Regions from separate parts of the Mus musculus genome. Here region 1 is linked to region 2. Evidence: chromatin contacts called from public Hi-C data. All regions are on one chromosome and are shown on one strand. The core of a region is the stretch at or near the end of the contact, and the rest is flanking DNA. Distances in the headings are between cores, read along the strand shown.

The links. A called contact is a pair of places that touch in the nucleus more often than the background predicts.
Region 1: a Hi-C map of differentiating embryonic stem cells shows a contact between it and region 2, with 5 times the contacts expected there. The contact joins two enhancer-like sites. A contact is called at or near these places in 1 of 39 promoter capture datasets (neural stem cells), 9 of 15 datasets of contacts at CTCF or cohesin (CD8 T cells, the G1E-ER4 cell line, the NIH/3T3 cell line and 3 more), 39 of 484 Hi-C or Micro-C datasets (B cells, the Ba/F3 cell line, the G1E-ER4 cell line and 19 more), 16 of 115 datasets of contacts at active chromatin or transcription factors (the HPC-7 cell line, T-cell acute lymphoblastic leukemia, craniofacial prominence and 11 more) and 4 of 9 other capture datasets (adipose tissue, embryonic stem cells, liver and 1 more).

Annotation. Positions count from the first base shown.
Region 1 is chr12:80,894,157-80,896,856 of GRCm38.p6, forward strand. No RefSeq gene overlaps it. Among named protein-coding and RNA genes, the nearest start is that of Gm23298, 16 kb to the right of the region's middle. Within about 2 kb of position 1,260, at least 32 of the 459 cell types and tissues checked have an H3K27ac peak or open chromatin away from gene starts, as enhancers often do. A contact at or near this core is called in differentiating embryonic stem cells, where this site is marked.
Region 2 is chr12:80,728,750-80,731,467 of GRCm38.p6, forward strand. No RefSeq gene overlaps it. Among named protein-coding and RNA genes, the nearest start is that of Gm51986, 11 kb to the left of the region's middle. Within about 2 kb of position 1,257, at least 19 of the 459 cell types and tissues checked have an H3K27ac peak or open chromatin away from gene starts, as enhancers often do. A contact at or near this core is called in differentiating embryonic stem cells, where this site is marked.

The sequences.
Region 1 (2,700 bases), core at 10-2,509, 170 kb after region 2:
ATCGTGTGCTACTGGTGAGCTCTAGAGTCGATGAGTGCGTCATGACCACACAGAAGAATGTCTTCACTTAAAAAAAAAATTTAATGTGTATGAACACACTGTAGCTGTTTTCAGACACACCAGAAGAGGGCGCCAGATCACATTACAAATGGTTGTGAGCCTCCATGTGATTGCTGGGAATTGAACTCAGGACCCCTGGAAGAGCACTCAGTGCTCTGAACAGCTGAGCCATCTCTCCAGACTACGTGTTCACTTTTAAGAAGCGTGTAACAATATCTGGAGGGGGGCAGGAAGCTTTCTGTAAGTGTATAATTTCATTTATTTATTTATTTATTTATTTATTTATTTGCATGTTTGTTTTCTGAGACAGGGTTTCTCTGTGTGGCCCTGGCTGTCCTGGAACTCACTCTCTAGACCTGACCCCAGAACCCACATAGTGGAAGAAGAGAAATGACTTTTGTGAGATGTCTGACCTCCACACATGTGGGCACGTGCACAATAGTTTTTAAAAGAAATATTTTTTTTGTGGGAGAGTACAAGCTGCTCTTCCAAAGAACCCAGGTTCAATTCCCAGCACACATATGGCGGCTCACAATTACCTGTAACTCCAGTTCCAAGGACACCAGATGCCCTTTTCTGGCCTCTGTAGCGTAAGCAGGCTCGTGGTACACAGAGGTACATGAAAACAAGACACACACACACACATGCACACACACACACACACACACTAAATGTAAAAAGAATATGTTTTTAAAAAGATCCACAACTCTGGAGTAAATTCTCTGAGACTGAGAGGACAGAAGGACTAAGAATTCCCACCTGGATTTCGGCTTGTGACTCAGCCAAAGGATGCTGTCAAGGTGGCATTTGAAAATACTAAGTTCTGCCTAAACTCCCCTGGCAAAGCATTTCTGCATCCTCTGCATCCTCAGGCCTTGTGGCCCGCCGCCTCCTTGCACGGCAGGCAACCTTTCGCCAGCCTGGGAGGCCATAGGTCCCTGAACATAGGTCTCTCTTAAGAGCTGAGGCTGTACAGTTGTAAAGCGGGAGCCCGGGTTGACAGGGCAGTTTTGAAAGGAGAGAAACCACTTTCGGCTCCCCGACAGGACAAACACCCTTTTCTCTGAAAAGAGCTTACAGAAACGAGTATCCAATCACCAGCTTGGATTTAGGATCCCAGCAAGTCACACTGCACTGCACCAGAAACCAAACCTTTAGCCAGCCCAAGAGGTGGCGCTGGCACAGCCTTCTAGCGCCTTCTAGCGTCGGCGAAGGAGACGGCCTCCTCCAGGTCTGAGAGGACGAGATCTATCCTGAACTTTAGGCAGCTGTAGCCTGAGAATGGAAACGAGAGTTAGGAGTCCTAGATAAATAGTTTTCTAGAGCGGCCTTAGAACTCATCAGTACAGGGGACAATTTAATATTACAGGATTGTATTGTCTCGGTTCTGAAAGACAGATGCCCAAAATCAAGGTGTTGAAAAAGTTCCTGATGTGTCTTGAAGGCTCAAAAATCTGTTCTTCCTTCTTTTTAGATTCTGGTGATTCTTGGCCTTGCTGTTCTCATACCTGCTCCACTCCAGTTCCTCCCCGATCTTCTCACAGTGCGATGCTCTTCTTGTAAGGTCTCCAAGTGCCATACCAGGGTCCCCCTGAGCTGATACATTCTCACTGTGGCTTGCTAACATCTGCAGAGACCCTACTTCAAATTAAAGCCACATTCACAGGGACCAGGGTTGAGGAGGTATTCGAACATAGTCCATCTATCACAGATACAGTTGTTTCAACAGATATTCCTCCAACATCGGCTAAAGGCCAGGGCGGGGTGAGGGCTAGGCACACCGGACCACTTTGTACATTCTTGGTTCTCAAGTGTGCATCTTGTGACCTGTGTCTTCCTCTGCTACCCTTGTCTCTTCTGGGCCTGACAGGGTCCCAGGGACTGTGGGTATTTCATTGGCTGTGGATGAAAGGCAGCAGGGAGGGCAAGAGAGAGTAATGAAGGTTGTGAGGACAAAGAAAAGGCAGAGAACACAGGAAGGGGTGCGGAATAGTTGGGCAGAAGGGTAAACCAGGATGGGGATGAAGAGGAAGATGAAGGCCAGGCTGCATGGACCTTGGAGACTAAGTAAGTAGGAGACTACCACACAAGGCTTTATTGCATCCTCTAGGTGCCATAATTACCAGGGGTCAGGCAGAGAACTTTGAAACCAAGGTCTACATCCTAGATTAAAGTTATTAACATATCTAGAGCTTCCAGGTCACCTGGAGGCTCCCGGCAGGTGCACCTCTGGAGAAGGCCAGGGAGCTCCACTCGCTCCCAAATGCCTTCTTCTGTGTCCAGCAAACATGAATCCCTGCCAGTGCTTTGGTGCTCTGACTCACAACCATCTGTAAGTGCAGTTCCAGTGAATCCTGACGCCCTCTTCTGACCTCTGAGGGCACCAGGTGCACATGTGGTGCACAAGCATTCATACAGGCAAACACCGTGCACATAAAGTAAAATAGATAAATCTTTACAAAATAAAAAATACCCAGTCCCAGAACTGCTAACTTGCTGACAGCATTAGTCCAGAATAAAACCACATCTCTATACACTCCACCCAGACCCTTAGCACAACCAAGTTTATAATTGCCTTATAGCATCCTCTGGCTGAAGTGGCAATCCTCCTGGGGCAAAAAGTCCTTAGACACCCAACCT
Region 2 (2,718 bases), core at 7-2,506:
AGTTGAGCTGACAAGACCTCAGGAGGACCTTGCCTCTCTCCCTACTTCTGTGGAGAGGTGGCCCTGATAGAGAAGGCAAAGCCTCTGCTGGTCACTTGCTGGCCATGTGGCATTGGAGAGCCACTCTTTATAATGATTTCTGTATCTATGTATGTTTATAATTGCAGGAGAGAAGTCTCTTTACTCTCATAAGGTCACGTAGATGACTATGGAGACTCCCATAATCCAGGATTTTTCTGCTCTGTAGCCTGTGACTGCCACTAGAGGTCAGGAGAGCCAGGCCCTCTAGGAGGATGCTCTGGTTAGTTGAACTAAGTGCCACACTGTCCTCTAACTTATCTGAAAAGTTTGAGCCAGGTGTGGTGGCACACGCCTTTAGTCTTAGCACTGGGCAGGCAGAAGCAGGTGGATCTCTGTGAGTTTGAGGCCAGCCTGGTCTACAGAGTGAGTTTCAGAACAGCTAGGGCTACACAGTGAAACACTGTTTCAAATCAATTATTTAGTTAATTAATTTTGGCCTTGAGATGAGAACAGGAAAGACAAGGAAAAAATAATCAATGGAAATGCCCATTGCTGCCTTCACCCCATGTCTGAGGCTGTGTGCCTATCTTTATTCAGTCAGCATTTATTGTGATTCTCTGGCGTGGAGTTGCACACCTCCATTGTCTTTTATTGGGCTTTTTATTGAGGTAAAATATGCGATCAAAATTTATCACTTGAGCCGGGCAATGGTCATTCATGCATGCCTTTAATCCCAGCACTCAGGAGGCAGAGGCAGGCTGATTTCTGAGTTCGAAGCCAGCCTGGCCTACAGAGTGAGTTCCAGGACAACCAGGGCTACACAGAGAAACCCTGTCTTATTTGAACCCCTTTTCTTTATTTTTGCTTTCTTCTTTTTCTTTTCTTTTTTTCTCTTGTCTTGTCTTGTCTTGTCTTGTCTTGTCTTGTCTTTTTGGTCTTTCAAGACAGGGTTTCTCTGTGTAGCCCTGGTTGTCCTTGAACTTGCCCTGTAGTAGATCAGGCTGGTCTCAAACTCAGAGATCTGCCCTCCTCTGTCTCTTGGGCATTTGAACCATTTCTACACATGTGACTTAGTGATGTTAAATATATTTACATTGTTGCGCAATCCGTTTCCAGAATGCTTCATTTGGCAAACCTCAGAACCCGTTAAGAGATGATCCCTGGCCCCACTCCCTGTGCTGGCAAACTCCATTCTACTTCCTGTGTCTACGGCAACTTTAGACACAGACCCAGGAAGTGGAACAAGGCAGTATTTGTCATTCTCTTTACATGTTTGTTTATTTATTGAGTGCTGTACAGCACACATGTGGAGGTCAGAGGTTAACTTGTTGGAACCAGTTCTGTCCTCCACCATGTGGGTTTCTGGGATTAAACACAAATCTTTGTCGATCTCTGTGTTTGCTCCCACTGATGAGCTGTCTTGTGAGCCAATTTTTGTTTGTTTGTCTTGTTAAAGATTTATTTTATTTTGTGTGTGCGGCTGCTTTGCCTGCACGTATGTGCGTACAGTATGCGCATGCGTGGTGTCTGAAAGGTGCCAGGAGAAGGCATTGGATCTCCTGGAACTTGAGTTACAGATGGTTGAGAGCTACCATGTGGGCATTGGGAACTAAGCCAGGGTCTTTTGCAAGAGCACCCAATGTTCTTAACCAGATTTTTTTCCCCACTAGCTTACTTCATTAGCATAGATAGCATCCTCGAGGTTCAACGGTGTGTCAGGATTTCTTTCCTTAAATAATATCCTATCACTTTAAAAAAATAAAAGCGAATTGAAATATTATTCTGACGAGTTGTTGGCCAATGGAGGGGGCCCTGTCTGTCTCACAGGTCAAAGGTTCGCTGCCCAGTTCCTACCCTTCTTTTCTTTAGGATTTCCTTCACTCTGGCTTCCTGCAGTTTAGGTAGGGATGCTTGGATGTCCACTACCGTCTTCTTCCCAGCAGATGGCAACATGCTGCAGATTCTGGTGGGAAAGTGAGCTGGGGCTCCGGCAGCAGGGGGAGGGCGGGCTTTGTGACTGCACAGCGCTGCGTGATTGGCCTGGGCTGATCTGTAGGTCATTCCTTCCTTTAGGATAGAAAACAAAGGCTCTGCTTTGACCGTCGTATACCTAGCACATTATAAACCGGACCCTTTCACACTGGTTTCTAGTTTGTGGTCTCACAACATCCCTTTCCTGGGTTTATATAATAAGGTCCATAGTGGCTAAGAACTTGCCCGAGATCACATGACTTGGAAATGGAAGTTCAGGCCCTTGCGCTCAAGGCCAGTGTTCTTTGTAGCACATCCTGGAAAATATAACATGTATTGGAACATCATTATGACACGCGTGACTGTGGATGCTCTTTTCAACTCACCCCCAGTTCTGGTCTAGATTGGAGCTTCCCATCCCTGGAGATGCTTCTCAGGAAACAAACAGTGGCGCATGCCTTTAATCCCAGCACTTGGGAGGCAGAGGCAGGTGGATTTCTGAGTTCAAGGCCAGCCTGGCCTACAAAATGAGTTCCAGGACAGCCAGAGCTACACAGAGAAACCCTGTCTTGAGAGAGAGAGAGAGAGAGAGAGAGAGAGAGAGAGAGAGAGCAGCCACATTCACCCCGCCACGGTGGTGGGGGGGAGGCGTTTGTCCTAATTGTGTTGGGGGTGCTCGAGGCAAGAGGGCGTAGGGCAGAAGTCTACTTACCATTTGTTGTGGGC